Linked DNA regions of Zea mays: region 2 is linked to region 1. A link is a contact called in public Hi-C data. All regions are on one chromosome and are shown on one strand. The core of a region is the stretch at or near the end of the contact, and the rest is flanking DNA. Distances in the headings are between cores, read along the strand shown.

The links. Hi-C and Micro-C count contacts between places; a contact is called where the count stands out from the background.
Region 2: a Hi-C map of leaf shows a contact between it and region 1, with 5 times the contacts expected there. The contact joins the enhancer-like site here to the promoter of LOC100286186 in region 1. A contact is called at or near these places in 4 of 25 Hi-C or Micro-C datasets (ear, leaf and tassel).

Annotation. Positions count from the first base shown.
Region 1 is chr3:162,203,385-162,207,881 of Zm-B73-REFERENCE-NAM-5.0, forward strand. It overlaps LOC100286186 (xylogalacturonan beta-1,3-xylosyltransferase), which reads right to left and starts at 1,810. Exons shown (of 4, transcript NM_001414179.1): 1 at 1,027-1,810. The coding sequence starts at 1,500.
Region 2 is chr3:162,252,787-162,256,908 of Zm-B73-REFERENCE-NAM-5.0, forward strand. LOC103652327 (alpha-glucosidase 2) reads right to left here. Exons shown (of 22, transcript XM_020550385.2): 18 at 3,917-4,063; 19 at 3,742-3,833; 20 at 3,369-3,478; 21 at 3,224-3,287; 22 at 2,497-3,119. The coding sequence ends at 2,966. Among protein-coding and RNA genes, the nearest start is that of LOC103652327, 16 kb to the right of the region's middle. Within about 2 kb of position 2,010, at least 4 of the 20 cell types and tissues checked have an H3K27ac peak or open chromatin away from gene starts, as enhancers often do. A contact at or near this core is called in ear and leaf, where this site is marked.

The sequences.
Region 1 (4,497 bases), core at 560-3,059:
ATTGCATCATCAAATAGCTCAAAAGGAAGCAGCAGGGCATGGATTAAACAGTGTCCTGTTCTTAGTGATGTTGAACAGTAGAACTCTTACCTACTGCTTGTTCTATTATCCTCGTTTAATTCTACAATCATAGCATGAATGGCACCTAAAAACCCGCAGAGGTTGCTAGTAGTCATGCACATCAACCTTACCTTCAGGGCTCTGCAGCCCTCAAGGAGCTACATTCTACATTCGCTGGCCTTAACATATATGAGAAGCATCATCATATCATATACACTAAAGGGTTTCTCCTACAGATCTAACCATATGTGCAAATCCTGTCAACCTTAGCAGCTAAGAAAATATGTGCAAATCCTGTCAACCTTGGCAGAAATAAGAAAATGCACCATTCCCATCTTAATTGATTTGAGTTCTGCAGAAATATCCTTAGCAGTGATCAAGGTTTAGCCACAGAAATCCTAAACTAAGTAAGAGGACATCTGGGAGAGCCCTATTAGTAGAGTGAGACAAAAGATGTCACGTTGTATTACCGAGGAAAGGGGGGCATCTGCCGACCTATCACTCTATTGAGAGGTTCAGAATCTGAAAAGAAGTCAGTTTCTTGATAGCATGTTTGATGGTAACATAACCCCAACTGGCGAGAGAATTGTCAAAATGGCAACAGTTTGTTCCTCTCGGGAATATCTTTGATGTGCTTGTCTGTGTTCAATGGCTCATTGGTTTTTGGTAGTGCTGTGGCTGTTCTATTGGGTGTGTCTGCAGGTTTCACTGGGTAATTTTGGCTGCTTCTTAGTGTCCTAATAAATAGCCAAAATGTCAAATGATAATTCCCCAAAACACGCAATTTGCACAGAGCAGTCTCAATCTGAGCCGAATTAAATGGTAATCAATCGTAGGTCTCCCATGACAGCGCAGAACTATCAACAGCCAATGAGCCAACGGAAAGTAGTAATAATAGTATTTAGGAGTGACAATTTGTACAGAGCTGAGAGTTGTCCCCAAAAAAAAGAAAGACGGAGGCGGCACCTGCAGGAGGCGGTCGGCCTCGGTGTCAGGGTCGGTCATGTTGCGACCGTGCACGTTGAAGCTGAGCGAGGAGAAGAAGGGCACGAAGAAGGCGTCGGCGGCGTCAGGATCCCGCACCCTGACGGCCTCCCTTCCCCGCTCCGGTCCCGCGCCCCCATCCTGGAGCGACGCCATCATCCAGTACTCCACGCTGTGCTGGCGCCTGATCCCGCCCGCGGACGGCGGCCACGCGGGGAACCCCGCGCCGGCGGCGGCCCCCATCATGGCGACGTGGAAGCGCGCAGGCAGGTCGTACATGAAGACGCGGAGCGGCGCGACTGCGGGCGCGCACCTGGCGGAGAAGGGCTTGAGGTCGAGGAGGGTGGCGCGGGTGGCCGCGGAGGAGGTGAGGTAGAGGAAGGCGGAGGGCAGCGCGACGAGGAGCAGCAGGAAGGCCGCGCCCAGCGCCAGCGCGCGGCTGCTCGGCGCCCCCATGGCGCCCGCCAACCCCAACGGCGCCGCGTGGTGGGCACGCCCGTTGGTTGGTGGTTGTGGTGGTTGCGATGAACGGCTGGCTGGGTGGATTTGTGTCCGCTAGCGAATTTGCGATGGACGATGGCGACGGCTCTCTGCGCCTCCACTCTCGCGCTCGTGTGGTTAGTGCTCCGCTTCTGCTTGGACGGCGACCACGCAAGAGATCCAACAGTGCAGAGGGAGAACAGTTTGTGATTCTCCCAGAAGGGAAATTCCTCTGTCTGCTGCGAGATGACAGATGAGGTCGTGCGCACGGAACAGGTTTTGACTTCTTGAGCAGCATTTGTATCGGCACGTTCTTAATTGCAGGTACTGCCAACTTGCAGCCACGATGGCGTGGACGTGCAGTGTCGGTGGCACGCCAGCTGTCTCCAGCAACGTTTTCTATATTCATCCTCTGTATCCGTACTTTACCGTCTCCTCTAAAAGATTACATCATTTATATCTCTTTTCTCTCCAACAACATCCTCTAAATCACACCATTTATACTCAAATATCTATATTAGAGATATTTTTTATTTTTATTTTTTGTACATACGTATTTGTCATCTCTCAAATGTATTAGACATATTTTAGTTTTGCTAAACCGGATATTTAAAGTATTCAAATGTATAGAGCACCGTTTAGAGAAACTCTATATATAGAGAATCCAGCAGCGTCCTCTAAATTTAGAGGACCGTTTAGAGGACGTTGCTGGAGAGCGTAGAGGATCATTTGATCCTCTATATTTAGGGTACAGAACCCTTTAGGGTCCCTTGCTGGAGCTAGCCTTAGAGCCTGTTTGGTTCGGCTTTTTTCTGAAGAGCTTTTCTGAAAAGCTGGTTGTCAGAAAAAGCTGGTTGTGCAGAGAAGCTGATGGTTAGAATCTGGGTGTTTGGTTCGTCTGCTGTGTAGAAAAGCTGGTGGTTAGAATCTGTGTGTTTGGATACGCAGATTCTGAGATTGTAGATTCTGATTCAAAAAAGGAAACAGATAAAAACATCGAACCAACAAGAAGGTCATTACATTAAAAACACTAGAGTTCATTACAACATAACTATCGGTACATTCACTTATTAAACTACGACACTAATGCATTAGCAATTGCATCTCGAAATGCACTCATGTCTAACTCATCAGATGTGCTACTACTACTCTCACCTACGGGTACATCATGAGCAAGGCTAGTAGGTACATGTTGGTCAAAGTCTCGATCGTGTAGAGCACTGTCTCGAATGAAGTTATGCAATGTCATGCAAGCAATAATTATCTTCGATTGTTTCCTAAGAGAAAATGAAGGTAGACTTAGAAGAATTCTCCACTTCATTTTAAGCACCCCAAACGATCGCTCTATAACATTACGTAGGGAAGAGTGTGCAAAGTTGAAAACTTCTTTGCTACCAACAGGTTGCCTCGCATTTTGCCATTCTGAAATGTGGTACTTCTGACCCTTATAAGGTGCAAGGTATCTCTTCCTATTCGGATAACCAGAATCCACAAGATAGTATTTACCTGCACAAACATAAATCTGGACTTCAATACATATGACACAAATTAATAAAGAATGATACAAAAGTAAAAGATAGTTATACATTCTGGTGGATGCGGGAACCTATCCACATACGTTATCAAAGTATCTTGTAAGACTCTAGTGTCATGCACTGAACCTGGCCAACCCGTGACAACAAATGTGAACCTCATATCGAAGTCACAAACGACCATGACATTCTGTGATGCGTAACCGTGACGACCAATATACTTTGCTTGCTCCGTGGCCGGGACAGACGCGGGAAAGTGGCTTCCATCAATGGCTCATATGCAATCCTTGAAATGCGGCCAGTAGGGATGGCAATCCTGCCTGCGGGCACGGATATCCGCGGGTTTCATACCCGATGGGCATGGATACGGGTAAGAAATCTCGCCCACGGGTAAGGATACGGGCAACACTTCTCACCCGCCGGTAATTGACGTATATAAAATTTCGCCCCCGGGTATTACCCGTTACCCGCTTAATTTACTAGCCTGTCAAAATATTGCCCATGTGTTCATTTTATCCTAAAACATTGTGTTGTAATAATTAATTATCTTAAGAGTTTGAGACTTATGTTTATGTTTGTGGATGATCGATCATGTTTGTGGACTTTGAAGTTTGAACTATGTTCCTTGTCATTATATTATATCTGTCAAGTTGTTGATGTTCTTGGTAAAATGAACATGACCACATTCTATGGTATTTTCTGGCGGGTAACGGGTTGTACCCGATATCCGCGGATATCCTGCGGGTACGGGCACAGGTCGAAAACTTTACCCGCAAGCTCTCGCGGGCACGGGTAAGCACTAGAGGCGCGTATATGTTGGCGGGCGGGTAAATGGCTTACCCGCACTTTACCCGACCCGCTGCCATCCCTAGCGGCCAGAATCTAGTCTCTCGTAATTGAGGGTGAATCTCTATGAAATTTGTGTCCTTAGGCTTGATTACGTCAGAAGACATCCTATATATTGCATTAAGGACTTCACTAAATTTGCGGCTTATTGTTTCCAATGAGTGACCAAACTTATTCCTTATCTGCCTAAATGATTGTGGACCCCCGCATGCCCACAAGAAAATAGCAGTTGCTTTCGTTGTACTGACACCACGACTTGGTACCAGATCATGATTTTGCACCAACGTATCATGCAAACGTCGAAACATTGTTCGACGCATGCGAAACATGTCGAAGCAACCGTCACTACTCTCCAATGTTCGCTCAACCCATTGGATACCTGTTTCAACCATGGTTCTTCTCGAAAACCCACTTGGCGAGCTCCCCCATATGTCCACAGCAAAAAGTGCAACTAGCAATTCTCCATCCCTCTCATCATCATATGAGTCTGTATCAGGCTCAGACATCTGCAAACATACAAACAATAACCAGATTCCTACAATAAAAACTTTACCATACAAACAAACTCACGGACATACTTGTTGAAATCCAATAT
Region 2 (4,122 bases), core at 760-3,259, 50 kb after region 1:
ACTACTACTCATTCAATACAAGAGCAAAGTGCAACACTCCGAGCACAAATCAAAGCCACCGATCCAATCAAAGTCCCCAATACAATTCTAGTGCATTAGGACTTGTGAGTGGATCACTTGTGTTTCTTGTTGCTCTTGTTTGCTTGGTTGGGCTTTTCTTTTCTTTCTCACTTCTTACTCTCAAGTGCTTTGTAAGCGAGGCAAGAGACACCAATTGTGTGGTAATCCTTGCGGGGTCTAAGTGACCCGTGAGATTAAGGAAGAAGCCTCACTCGGTCTAAGTGACCGTTTGAGAGAGGGAAAGGGTTGAAAGAGACCCGGTCTTTGTGACCACCTCAACGGGGACTAGGTTCTTTAGAACCGAACCTCGGTAAAACAAATCACCGTGTCATCCGCTTTATTTTCTTGGTTGATTTGTTTTCCCCTCTCTCCCGGACTCGGATTTTATTTTAACGCTAATCCCGGCTTGTAGTGTGTTTAAAGTTGTAAATTTCAGTTTCTGCCTATCCACCCCCCTCTAGGCGACTTTCAACGGTGATCATGATCGATGTGTCTGATAGGTCAATCGTAAACCTGAAATTAATCCTTTATTGCTTCAAATGGATGTCAGGGTTAAAAATAAACTTCCATAAAAATGAGGTTTACGTTTTCGAGGCAGCTCAACAAGAAATGGAAAGGATGGCCAATATGATTAATTGTAACCTGGGAGCTTTGCCGTTGAAATACCTAAGCATTCCTATTTCTATTGGTCGTCTAAAACCCTCGGCGTTCGGGCATATTGTGGGAAAGATGGAAAAAAGATTGGACCCTTGGAAAGGGAAACACCTATCTTCCGGGGGAGACTCATTTTGACCAATTCTTGTTTAAGTAGTCTACCGATTTATACTATGGGGTTCTACTTCTTTGGCAAGGTGCCAAAAACTCTAAAAAATACCACATGGAAAAATGGGATAGTTTGACCAGGCCAAAAGACTAAGGTGGTTTCGAAATCACAAACACTCTTCTGATGAACAAATGTTTACTTGTGAAATGGAACTGGAAACTATGACAAGGCTCGGATGATTTATGGTACAAGCTTATTAAAGCTAAATACATGAACATGAATAACTTTTTCCTTTCTAAAAATAAGGGAGTTTCTCAATTCTAGCAAGGTCTTCACAAGGTCAAGCACTTATTTTAATGGGGTGCGACAAACAAACAAAAAATGTGGAAGGGGCCCTTTTTTGGAAAGACATTTGGCTGGGAAGGGTCCCAATTAAAATCAAATATCCTAGATTCTTTGATATCTGCAGGGACAAGGACATTCCTGTTTCTGAATGCTGTGAGGGGGTGAGTGGAGCATAGATCTTGTGAGGCCTCTTACTGATTCTGAATTCTGTTTGTGGGAGGAGCTAAATTTTGAGCTTAGGGAGCACAACATCTCAAGTGATAGACTTAATGTTTTGGGCTCTAGACAATTCCCGCAGATTCACCACAAAATCCCTATATAGATTTAGAACCGATGGAGGTGCCAAAAACTCCGCGTATAAAAAATCTAGAAATACATGGTGCCCTTGATTAAGGTTTTTCTTTGGCAACTTTACAATGGAAAAATCCAAGCGGCCGCAGTGTTAGAAAAAAAGGGATGGAAGGGTAGCACACAATGTTCTCTGTGTGGGGGCAAGGAAACCGTTGATCACATCTTTCTTCAGTGTGTGCTATCGAAATATGTTTGGAGAAGCCTAGAAAATATTTTTGGTTGGGACTGTGTTGCGGTGAGCCTGTTTAACAAATGGGGAGGGGGCAATTCTCAGGCTGCTAGTACCTTTCATTTCTTTATTATGGCTGGGCTGGTTTGGGCCCTTTGGTGTAACAGAAACAAGATGGCAATTAGAAAAAAAATTCCTAACAGCACGTCAGTGGTCATCTACGATGTTGTGTCATTTTTGCAGAGTTAGAGTGTGCTACTCAAGACTGGGAACAGGCGCCGCTGGAGGATATGTTTGCGTGAGCAACAACCGGTTGCGGGACAATGCACTGACATTGGAGTGGTTTGGTTTGAAGATTGAAGACGAGTCCTTTTCATGTCTGGATTGTCTGCTTCGTTTTGTAGACTGGTCTTCTGTCTTTAAGAATTATGCTGTTAGTCGTCATCTGACAACCCCAGTTTTTCTTTCATCTTCTGTTTCCCTGCGAGGAGGCCTACCCTTTCTTGCTTTGCTGTTCCCCAGTGATGTAAACGCTGGTCATAATGCTTTCTTAAAAGCGGAGCTGTTTGCTCGTTTAAAAAAAAAACTGCTAACCACAACCTACGGCTATGACCAGTAGATCGTGCACATAGCCTTATAAAATACTGATTTGGTAGGTACACTGCACTATTTTCATAGTAAAGTTTAAAATAGGTACGAAGATGTATAAACTGCTGGAGCGCAAAGTAACACAGCAAGCGAAGTAGAGACGGTCACAGCATAGACATGGCCCGCTTTCCATTTCAAAACACGTGCCTTGCAACTTGCATTGTGTTGAACTGATTCTCTAGCAAGTAAATGCAAAGGTATAGGTCACATGCTCGGACCAGCAGGTTTCTTCGGGGATCATTGGGGGTGCAAATGGCCAAGCATAGTAAGAGTAGCAGTAGATTACACTCAATAGCAAGTAACAGCTCCACGTAGTGTCAGCTTTCAAGAACATGTTTTCCATATGCTCATGCTTTCCTGGGGTGGTTTTGGCCCCCCAAAATCAGTTCTTCGAGGAGCTAGTTTACAGTATGAGAGTGAACAGGGATGACCACTAACACTCTATAAATGATGCTGAACAGATTGACCAGGAGGTGTTGTCAAAATTTTCATGATTAAGGCAGCAGATGCTACGAATCAAACTATCCCAGTGTTCTGGTTGCAAACCGGGCTAAACAAGCGCCAGCTGCCAGCCCCTCCATTCCAATTGCCATAGCTATCTTCTGCTGTGGTTGTTCGCGATCTATATCTCACCTGTGCAATGTTGGGTAGGACTCCGCCATGATCAGAACAATGAGTGAAGTCCATCCAGTAAATGACCGTGCACCCTTTCCCTTTCCTTTGTCCTTCTGGTCATAGTTTTCCCAGAAGAAACCTGTTGCATCGTAATTCTGCACTATATTCCTGAAAATGTAAAAAAAACCAGGAAGTAGGCGTCAGCAATCTATTAGACAAGCTACAGTTCAGCTAGTTCACTTGGTTTCAACTCGAGAGAAGAATGAACACACCGGATAAGGTTTGATCTTAGCTTGTCATACAATTCCTTTGCCCTGCCGCTATATGGACCATCCTCTACAGGAAAGCAGAATGCTATATCATTATGCCAGCAGAAGGGTTTGCAAAGGGTATAAACTAGGCAATTAAAGAGCTTACTATGTGCATAGTGATGTAGTGCCGAAAGAACCATGTAGTTCATGTTTATCCAAATGGCACCTCTCCAATAAGGGGGGTCATGCTCTGTATTACGCTTCATATATATTGAACTGGACCATGTAAAAATAGATACTTCAGAACCCAGTTGTTGGATGACCAAATAATATAGCTATATAAACCATCTTGAACTACAGTAATAAGGCATTGGGAGCATGAATCAACTTTGACAATTCCATCTAACCACATTGAAGCCCATGACATGCATAAGGCAGGAAAACAATATCATATATGCTTCAGATATCCAAAACTTATGTTTTTGGGAGAAGGGTCGGGGTGGTGGGGGGGGGCATAGAAAAAATAATAGACCTTTTACCTTGTTCTAGAAAGTGATCGAAGGCCATAATCTGTCCACAATATAGATGTGTTAGATATCAGATTGAGCTGCTTCTCAAGAACCCATGATTCCTGATTAGTCAAATGTGATTATTAATTAGGATGGATATCAAAAAACCACTTAAGCGATAAACACAGGGAAGTAAAGAACATACAGGTGGAATAGTCCCCATCATGAATGGGAAGAGGCTGACATAGCCAACATGGGGTACTAACTGCAGCTGAGGGGCTTGTAATGTTCCTCGCAAGAACTCTCGTCTCATATTATTGTTGTCTTTCACATCAAACCATCTCATTCGAACCTACAAAAATAACCTCACAATCAAAGTTGATAACCATGTGTTGCAAACAAAGTGCCAAA